2 separate regions of the Mus musculus genome follow, and region 1 is linked to region 2. A link is a contact called in public promoter capture Hi-C data. All regions are on one chromosome and are shown on one strand. Each heading gives the region's core, a stretch centred on a gene start, on an enhancer-like site or on the middle of the called end of the contact. The rest is flanking DNA. Distances are from core to core; before and after follow the strand shown.

Region 1 (5,319 bases), core at 1,257-3,756, 610 kb before region 2:
CCTGTAAGACAATGTGCAATTAGGGAACAAAGAAATAAAGAGAAAATGAAAACAGGGTCCGTTCTCTGTGAAAAGCAAACAGTTTAGAAGAGACCAACACTGGAAAATGAACCATAACTAAATGGGGATAGTTAGTGAGTGCTTGAGGGCCAGGTCTTGACCCTCCTGGGATAAACATTGATTGAACCAGACTTTGGCACGTTAGGAGAAATGGGTTTGGAAAATCTTACACATTTTACTCTTTTGTTGGTGGCATTTTACTTGAAATTTTTTTAGGATTTTATTGTACTTGCTATAGTAACTTTTAAAAGCATTTTTGCTACTTAATTTCAGTCCCAATACAGCCACTAGCAGTAGATTCTTAGGGGCTGCTTTCCCAAAATACGCACTGAGAGCCAAGAAGTAGAGCTGGTCTGTGGCACCACGCCAGGCCACAAAGGACTCTAGAGTTCTGCCGCACTTGCTCATGAGCATCCACTCTGTCTTTTCGTTGTGTGAAGATTTTATCCTTGTATGGAGACCATTAGCAGTCCTCAAAAGCAACCTTACATTTTAGAATTAGAATCTCAGGAGTTTGAGACATTGGAAGAAAAGGAAATCCCGATAATACTTCATGGCAGCTTAACTTAGCATCAAAAACAAAGGCCTTTGACGATAGAAGGATTCATGTTGTCTCCTTTTGGTCTTCGTAAACACTTCAGGAAGATTTCCCTGGAGAGCCATTTTTCCACTGAAATCCTGCCCTTTACTAGTCTTCCTCTCTTCCACTGTGGTACCTTCTTTCTCTTTAGTGATTTTAATTCATTTTACCCAGTGAGTCTCTTCTTAGTCATTGCTGAGCATATTTGGTTACTTTTGCTTCCATATTCTACAATTTCTGCCCTGTTCTTTGTAATATAACTCAGAGACCATCAGAGTAACTCACTGTGAGTCATCTCATTTCCCAGTCTCTAGGTTTTAACAAAGCCTCAGTGCAGTGCACTTGCTCTAAGCAGTCAAAGATCTATGGAATGAGTGACTTAAGTCACAGGTTATGGCTTGTTAGCAGTGCCTTTCTCTGTTAATGTTTATTTCTCTAGGCATTCACCATGCTGGTTTCTTTAGATGGTTAAAAGTTAGAGAACTTAGCTGTTATCTTTTGTACTTATTTCTATATAACAATATGTGATATTTCTTACTTATATTGTCTATTAGAAATATGAGAGATGAAGAAAAAATAAAGCAAAGCAACAATGTAAAATTTAAGAAATTATCCATTAATATGAATTTTGCAAATAACACAATAAGAGTTTCTTTATCATAACATTTCTCTTACTTGAAGAAAAACACTCATGTTTTTAAATGAATGTAGGTCCTAATCCAAATTAATAAAAGTGTTATAATTTACTTAGTTCTGGAAACTTAAAGGTAAAAGCATTGTAGCATGTCACTGTTTTAAAGCTCTTAACCGTTTTACTGATAGGCCATAGAAGCCAGGATATAAAGATCATCTGTACCTGTTAATTCTTGTCTAAGACAACTTTAAATTTAGTCTTTTGCTCTTTAAAAAAAGTGTGTCTCAGTTAAAATAATACATACATGCATACATACATACGTACATACATACATACATACATACATACATACATACATACACAATACATTTAAATCGTAATTAACTTAAACTTAAGAATCCTTTAATAACCAGACAAAATGTTCCTGTCTTGGGAATGATACAAATGAAAACAAACATTCTAAATCAGAAATTTGCCCAGTAGAAAAAATTACAACAAAGCATTTTTTTTTAGCAAAATTGTTTAGCAAATTTTTTGTCATTTAAAATTAAGAGCAGAAAAACAAACCCAAGAAACTAAAGAGAAATTGATTCCTTTAACCGAAGATTCTTTCCCTTTGTCCAGTTTTATTTTAAAAATAATCTAAACAAATATTGCTTATTGAGTCATTTTAAATCAGAAATTTAAACTCACCTTGCTGGTCTTTTTGCTTAAACATTTTGCTTAATCGAAATTTTAATTTAATTTTTAGTCAGATTTTGCTTCCCCGATTGCGCTTTTATGATAAGTGCAGTCTAATTTAATATTTAGCAACCCTAAGACACTTTTGTAACAGTAAGAATACATACTTTAAGAGTTGAAAATTACTTTATCATCATACCTGTTGAGATTGCTCTAGTTTCAGGGACTGATGAATTGGCAATCCTTTAACTGAATCAGAAATGCCTAAATTCTTTAGCGAAGTTTCTTAAAAATCCACAGTAACTCAGTGTGCAGACAGGGCTGTCCTTTGAATTACTGGAGCAATTTAAGTAAATACAATCTGCTTGGAAAACACTTGGGTTGAATTAAAATTTTGTACTTCTTTTCATTATACAGAATTTTGTGGATTCAAAGTAAGATGTTTGTGCTCTTGGTCAGATTTATGTGGCTAACTTCTTTCTTTTCTCCTTAATTTTGGTTTGAGGTGTGGCAAGAATTTTCTCTTAATATGAAAGGCAAACAAGACTAAATGAAACAACATGTACTGATTACTGTTTTTATTTTCATTTTTATGCCAAAGAATTCTTCAGATTAAAGTCCACTGTGACCTGGAGCCCAGTGTCTCAGCAATTTAAGGTGGAATTCAAAATTGTATCCGGTTCCTGGGTTGACAGAGGCTTGCATTCACATCAGTGCTTTCCTTTGACTCTTGACTAAGAATCAGAAGTGGAAACATACAGCATTTCACATCTAGTTTACTTTGAGAATGCAGTAGAGTGCATTGGTTTCACAGATTAAAGGCACAGCTTTCCCACTTATAAAGACTACTAATAACTTTTAAAGAGAAATGAATTCCCTCAGCTATGTATGCTAGTGCCTTGCCTTTCGGCTCAGTACACAAAATAATTTTATAGTCCACTTTGTCTTTAAGTGGGATCGAATAAAAGCCTCTGCTGCTCAGTCACTTCTTCTACCTTTTATTGTATGGATTTAGAAACTTTCTTCATTTGCTGAAGGAGCCCTCCTTAAGAGTTGCAGCTAGCAAGCCTGCTTACTGCAAGGCTACATTTTTGTGCTAATGTTTTCATAGTTAAACAGAGTTAGCTGTGTCTCTTGGCATCAGCTGTTGAGTTTTTTGGAAAGACATTCTTTCAAGCTTGAGAAGTTTTGGTTCTTCAAAACAGTGTTTTCTATTAGACTTTATAAGTAACCTAGAGGATTTATTTTAATGTTTCAGATTTAAGAAAAGTATATAGTATTTCAACGGTGCTTTGGCAACATTGTAAACATCTAGTCTATTACTCGAGACATTGGTATGTGAAATGTGGCAGACCGCACTTGGGCCAAGATTCCATTTAGTTACCGATCTTTTCCATATGTTTCCTATTACTGTCTTTGTTCTTAAACCTCAGGCTTTCACACTCGGGAGAAGAACAAATCTGTATGTTTTTCTCAAGCATTGTTTTAGTCCCCTTATAGTTCTTTTAAAAGATTAAGTTAAAATCAGCCACTTAATTTTTAAATATAATTCTTTATTAATTGTATGTTGTGGTCTTAAAATAGTGATTCTGTTGTTCTTGTTTCTAGATTAGGTAGGAAAATATATCACTAATACTAGAGCACATTTTTTGAAAGTCTAGAACCAGAAGTGGTGATGCACACCTTTAATCCCAGCACTTGGATAGTAGAGGCAAGCAGATCTTTGAGTTCCAGAACAGCCTGGTCATCAGGATGACCAGACCTACACAAAGAACCCCTGTTCCCCAAACAAAAGTGTTTCTAGAAAATTTAAAGGAGGCTAGCAGTGTATATGATGTTGCATTTGGCAGTGACTGAAAATGAAAGAGGATAGGCGAGTTTCTGATTACTGATTTCTTAGGCAACTTCATTGTACCAAATGGAGAGAAGTCAGATGAATTGGTTTTAAAAAGTTTAAATTATATGGTAGAGTTATGATTTTATTGAAACAGACACGGCATCTCAAAGCTTAACAACATACTAGTGCTGGCTAGGGAAAGCCTCCTGGTTCAGCCTAATTAATATAATAGGTAATTTTTCTCATTTATTTGTTCATTGTTCAGCTCTTTAAAAAAAATTAAGTACCTATTTGTGTAAAATAGTTTAAAATTGAGGACTCAGTAGTGAGAATCTTATTGTCATAGAGGAGATAAGTAAAAAATAAAAGTTTATTGAGTGGTCAGAGTATAGCAGAGAAGAAATCAAGGTAAAGGATAAAGATAAGTAAGGTAGAGAAGTGCAGATGGGCAGCTCTGCTCCTGCTGTCTGTGAGCCGGGGTGGAGCAATGAAGTTACCCTATGGTGGGTGGTGGGAGCCAAGCACTGCACTGATGAAATGGGATGTTAAAGGTAAGCAAGGGAAAACCAGTGCGAGTGGTTGATGGATTAGAGTGTGACACAGTAGTAAGAACTCAGGTTTAGATGAATGCACACACGAATGACTATACATGATGGGTTTTTATAGACATGTGTACATACACAGGTTAGAATACATGTGTACATAGCCTTGCTTTGAAGCTTCCAGGACATGTAATTAATTATATCCTTGTAGAACTGAGCTGGCAACCAGATCTTGGGTTTAAACACCATTCTAAATGAAAAGGAACTAGGGCTGTGCATGGGGGAAATGACTGATCTAGAAGAACTGGGACAAGGAAAGTGTAAAATGGACCTGGGACACTGAAAAACACCAAAAGAAGCTCTTTGCAAAGAGAGGGATCTGTGAAGGTCTGTACCTTCATCAGCTCAGTTTTGCAATGAACCTAAAACTGCTTTTTAAAACAACCAAACGAACAAATAAACAAGGAAGAAAGGATGCAATACTGTTTTAGATAACAGAATTTTAGATGTTAATAAATATTGTGTGGGAGTAAGCCAAGTCAGTGTCAGAAGAGAGGGACTAACATGGCAACAGCCCTGCATACAGATGAAGAACAGGAGGTATCCTTGGAGGGTGGTGTTTTGAATAGGTATGGCCCCCATAGACTCAGATGTATGAATACTTGGCCCACAGGGAGTAGCACTATTAACTATTAGGAATTGTGCCCTTGTTAGAGGACGTGCGTCACTGTGGGGGTGAGCTTTGAGTCGCCCAGTGCTCATGCTCTGTCCAGTGTTTAAAGACGGTCTCCTCCTGGCTGTCGTCAGATCAAGGTGTAGAACTCTTGGCTCCTTCTCCAGCACCACGTTTGCCTGCACAATTGCCATGCTTCCCATCATGATGATAATGGACTGAACCTCTGAAATGTAAGCCAGCCCCAATGAAATGTTTGCCTTTGTAACAGTTGCCTTGGTCATGGTGTGTCTTCACCAAAATAAAAACCCT
Region 2 (5,368 bases), core at 1,687-4,186:
TTCCCATAAAATGTATTTTTAAAACAGCTCAAAGCGAAAATGAATTCGCAGCTGTGAAGAGAACATTTCTAGTCCGCCTAGCTGAGTAGAAAGCTTAATCCCAGAGTACCAGAAGCCCCCAGACTAGAACAGCCTGAGACTGCATGCAGACCAAGCGTGCGCATGCTCTGTGGGGACTCTGAAGTCGCACCCAGGCACAGGTTAGGGCTAGGCACACCCCAGGAATCAAACCCCAGCGGGAATACCGTGTCTCCTCCTGATCTCTCCTCCTGATCTCGGGGCGTGTCGGGTAGGCATCATGTTGGGCGGGCAACATGCCCTGCACTTGCAATCCCAGGTCTCAGGGGGCTGAGGATGATTGCTGTATATTGAGGCTGGCTGGCTGCACAGTGGGGTCCAGGGCATCTTGGGCTATGAGTGAAACCTCGAAAATTCCCAAAACCCAACCCCAACTCCCAAACCAAAAAAAGGGCAACATTTTCCTGCTTTAAGCTGTAAGTAAATTAGCCGATGGGAAACAAGTTGAAATGCTGAGAGTAAACTCCCGCCCCCCCCCCCCCCCCGCCCCCGCCTGCTTAAGTTCTGTGCTCTGTGGCTGGCTGGCTCTCTCTATTAATCTAGTAGTCATAATCCTTTTTTTTTTTTTGGAGGCAGTCGGGGAGACAGGGTCTCTCTGTCTCTCTGTGTAGCACTGGTGACCTGGAACTCATTAGGTACAGAAGATTGTCCTTCAATTCACCCAGGTCCACCTGCCTCTGCATCCTGAGTTCTGGAATTAAAAGGGTGAGAATTCTTGGAAGTCTATGGTCATGCAGTATTATTCATTTATTTTTCCCCTCAGTAGTGTGGTAATCACTTCATGAAAAGTTTCTCTAATACAGCCCTAAATGGAGAAAAAAAAGTCCCTAATCATATTGTATTCCCAAGCAGACTCTAAGATTTAGTATTTTTCAAATAGGATTTAGATATTTAGAAAATTTAAACATCACTCAACTCCTGAATTTTCTTTATAGCGTTGTTAGCCAAACAATTTCCCAATCATTAATAAGTTTGGAGGGCATACACAGTTAAACAGGGAAAGCAAGCATGATGAAATTTTGAGGGCTTTTATTATGAAAATGAATTTTAAAGTTCTCAAAATTCCAAAGCACAGTCTATACAATCACAGAGTACAGAAGTGACTACAAAAGCTGGCATTGCTAACATCTGTATAACAACCTGGGAGGCCACAGAAAGCCAAGGCTCTCTTAAGGAGAGTGATACTTTCTTTTAGAAGGATCACCATCCTACGGTCTTAAAATAAAATGTATGCTTAATTCCAAAATCATGGGTGCTAGCACAAAAGCTTTCTCCCCTCTCCCTTTTTAAAATAAATAAATAAAAGCAGTAATGTTTAAAAGAAATAAAAAACAGGCCAGGCAGTCAGGATGGCAAAGGGCTAGCCCAAGCAGGCCAGCAAACAAGAAACCACAACAAAAATAAACACAAACCTAAACAAGTGAATGAAATATATATGGAATGTAATCTTGTTAAGAAAATACAAGTGATTCATGTGCAATCTTGTATACTAGCTGTGAATTACATAAAACTTGATTATTTTGGGGGATGTTATTATTTAGTGAGGCTTTAAGTGTAATCTTAATTTCTAAATGACATGGAATTACTTACTCTGGGATTAAGTTTTCTACTCAGCTAGGCGGACTAGTGGCCTCATCACTAATTTTATACATAAGTGGCATAACGTATCGGGTTTAAAAAAATTAAGGAAAATCCATCAAGGCCCTAAGCGCATTTCATCTGTCTACATCACAGGAGCCTGTGTTTGAGATTGGTGGAAGAATGGGGTGTTATGATCACAGTTCATTGTATACACGCATGAAACTGTCAAAGAATAAAAATAGTCTTTAAAAGAAAAAAAAATTAAAAGAAACTATAGAATTCAGTTTGCCTATTCTCGAAGACTCTGATGGGGGGCTTTGAGTCTGCATGAACTTGGTGTTCTGTGCGATGGATGGGTCACTCCTGTGTCCAGTGCACCCCGCTCCAGCAGCGGCTTGTCTAGAAAAAGAACAGATGAAAAATTGAAGGTAAGCAAAAAAACAAAACAAAACAAACAAAAAAAACCGCTCCTTTTTCTTGGGGGAAGGGGGAGCGGGAGGCGGGTTTCATGTAGCCCAGGCTGGCTTCCAATTGGATGGAATGACCTTGAACTTCTCTGATCCTCTACTCTCCACTTCAGAATGCTGGGATTACGGCCTAAGCAACACGCGGGAATCGAACCCTGGGCGATCGAAGATCCCAGACAAGCACTGTGCCAACTGAGCTACGTGCCCAGGTCCCCAGCGGACAGCTTCTCCTTCAGAACGTTTGGTCCTGGCTCAGCATACGTACCGTCGGCGCCTGGGTTTAGCCGGACCCTCGCAGCCCGAGCCCCTGGAGGCAGCGCACGTCCGCTCGTCTCCGGAGGGCGGCGCACGCCGGGGAGGCTTGCCCCTCTCGGGGAGTCTCCTCAGCCGGGTCCCGACACCAGGCCGTGAAGCCGCCGTCCCGTCCCGGGAGCGACGCCATCTTGTCGCCGCCGTCCTCCTCCGCGGCTCGCGCTCCCGGGCTCCAGGCTCCCCCTAACCCCGCCGCGCGACACACGCGGCGGAGGAGGAGCGCTGGCTGCCGGCCACGCCTACCGGGCCCGCAGCCGCGAGCGGGGCGGAGCCAGCCTCGGAGGCCGCGGCCTCCGGGCGCGGCCTGCACGGGCCCAGGCGCCTCCCCGAACCCGCCCGGCTGCGGCCCCCTAAAGGGCCCGACAAGCCGAGTAGCGCTCCGCCTTCTCCGCCCCGCCGCCGCCGCCCCGGGAGCCCGGCCGCGGCCCCGGCGCCGCCTCTTCCGCCTCCCGCGTCCGCGCGGGCGGGCCCGACGTCAGCGCCGCCCCGCCCGGCCCAGCTTCGGCCTCGGCCTCGCAGAGCGCGGCGGCGGCGCAGGTCCCTCCCCAGACATGGCCCTGGGAGGCGGCAGCACATGGCGGCCGCGGCGGCCGTGAGCGCGCCCCCGGCCAGCCCCAGCCAGCCCTGAGGCTGCCCGCGCCCGCCGGCCGCGCCACGGCCCTGCCGCCCCCAGCCCCGCCGCCGCCGGCCCCGCCGCCGCCCGCGCGCGCGCGCCCCGCCGCCGCCGCCATGGGCGTGCAGGGCTTCCAGGACTACATCGAGAAGCACTGTCCGAGCGCCGTGGTGCCGGTGGAGCTGCAGAAGCTGGCCCGGGGCAGCCTGGTGGGCGGCGGGCGGCAGCGGCCCCCGCAGACCCCGCTGCGCCTGCTGGTGGATGCCGACAACTGCCTGCATCGCCTGTACGGTGGCTTCTACACCGACTGGGTGAGCGGCGGCCAGTGGAACCACATGCTCGGCTACCTGGCGGCTCTGGCCAAGGCCTGCTTCGGAGGCAACATCGAGCTCTTCGTCTTCTTCAATGGCGCGCTCGAGAAGGCCCGGCTGCACGAGTGGGTCAAGCGGCAGGGCAACGAGCGCCAGACAGCGCAGCAGATCGTCAGCCATGTCCAGAACAAGGGCACGCCACCGCCCAAGGTCTGGTTCCTGCCTCCGGTCTGTATGGCCCACTGCATCCGCCTGGCGCTCATCCGCTTCCACGTCAAGGTGCGGCTGCAGCCGGTTCGCCGGGGTCTCCCAGGGCTGGGGCTGGGGTCTCTTTGGGCCTGAGTCAGGATCGGGCCTGGTGCCCTTTGGACCGATTCCCTTCGGGTTTGGGTCAGGGTTGGGGTCTGGGGTCACTTGGACAGGAGTCACAGTTGGGCTACAGGCCTCTTCGCGCTTCGGGCTGGGCCTGGGATTGCTTGGGTAGCGATCAGAGTTGAGTCTGAGGTTCCTTGGCCCAGGGGTTTGGGGCTTGGCCTAGGGTCTTTTTGGGCTTGGATTTGGGTTGGACTTGGGAGGTCTCTTAGGTCACTGTCAGCGCTGAACTAGTTCCGGGAAGCCCAGCCTAGCCCAGAGTGAGTCCTGGGTGCCCCTGCCCGTGGAAGGCCTCAGCAGGCTTCAGTGTCTCTCAGGGCCCCTCTCGGGACATAGCGTGTCACCATGCCCAGGCTTGATGCAAGCTAGGCAGAGGGGCCCTAGAGCAAGATGGATGCCCGGGCCTTTAGGCCTGGTGTGGTTGAAGTCTACCCACCACATTCCTCCCTACTCTCTGGCCTCTGTGGGCCCATAGACTTGTTCATATGACACTTGAGGCTGGTGGATAGACCCTCACCCAAAGTGGGATCGGTGGTGTCGTCTCCCACATCCTCAGTCTTTCTCCTCCCCTGAGAGGCCGACAGGCTACCCACTGGCCTTATCCTTAAGCATATACCCATCTGTCGAAATTAACCCACTCTTTCCCAGCAACAGGTTTATCTTGGAAGTCTGGAGAATAAATAATGAGAGTATATTGCCAGGACCTTAGGCACAGGAAGCTGAAAACAGAGCCTCCAAAGCTGTGGGAGAGGAAGGAACCTTGTTATAAACCAGGGCTGATCTCTTAATTCTCAAGGCAGATGCCCTGCTCTTCTACCTTTGAAAATGAGATGTTTGGAGAAATTGTCTATGGTAACGTTTTGGTTTTAGATTTCATGGTACTGTGAATTTGATGAGATGGGCTCTTGTCAGTTCTCTGAGTTTTAAAGTGGTTCAGTTCTGTATGTCTACTATGAAGGTAGCAATTAGGACCAGGAAGAAGAATTTGGGGGTCGTTTGGCATAGGCAGGAGCTTGTGAGAGCTGTTTTTCTGCTGCACAGGAAGTGTTGAGTGACCTTCACTAGCCCTGATTGGTGGGTAAGGAGGGAGAGCTCCACATGTTAGCCCTCTGCTGTCCCGTTGGCAGAAGGTTCTGCAGCCAGAATTGGGCCAGAGAACTTAAGGGCTCCGAGGTTGATTGAGAGCCGAGCACCTAACTGATCCTCAACTTTGAATAGCTTTGCATTTTCATGATTTTTTTTTTAAACACTTCTTTGGGGAGGGGTGAGGCTGTTTGAGTTTTTAAGACTTGCTACTGTCTTCCAACTTGCTCTTTTCTTTGGAAACTGAGCTTGAGTTACAACTTTTAGCATGTCTCCCTCTTCCTGACCATCCCTGCTGGCAGTGGTGATGGTGGTAGTTAAGCCTAAAATGATTGCGGAAGTCCCACCCAGGGTCCTGTTGCAATTGGTGAAGTTGTGTTTAAGTGTGTGGGTGGGGGTGGCTGGATGCCTGGTGATTGGCCCAGGAATATGGCAGATACACAGCCTGACATTTCTTAGGGAGTTCGTGTGAGAGGCAGTGTGTGCCTCTCACTTTTTCTCTGTAGCCTGGGGCTCTCAGAGGGGGAAAGCAAAGCTGTTGCTCTGTGATC

Evidence for each region. Promoter capture Hi-C pulls out the DNA fragments that hold promoters and counts their contacts.
Region 1: a promoter capture Hi-C map of cranial neural crest shows a contact between it and region 2. The contact joins the promoter of Omd here to the promoter of Fam120a in region 2. A contact is called at or near these places in 1 of 39 promoter capture datasets (cranial neural crest) and 1 of 115 datasets of contacts at active chromatin or transcription factors (large pre-B cells).

Annotation. Positions count from the first base shown.
Region 1 is chr13:49,579,649-49,584,967 of GRCm38.p6, reverse strand. Omd (osteomodulin) reads right to left here and starts at 2,506. Exons shown (of 3, transcript NM_001360708.1): 1 at 2,155-2,506. All of the region lies in intron 5 of Cenpp (centromere protein P), which reads left to right.
Region 2 is chr13:48,965,628-48,970,995 of GRCm38.p6, reverse strand. Fam120a (family with sequence similarity 120, member A) reads left to right here and starts at 2,936. Exons shown (of 18, transcript NM_001033268.3): 1 at 2,936-3,641. The coding sequence starts at 3,168. Fam120aos (family with sequence similarity 120A, opposite strand) reads right to left here and starts at 2,884. Exons shown (of 2, transcript NR_015601.1): 1 at 2,392-2,884; 2 at 1,091-2,058.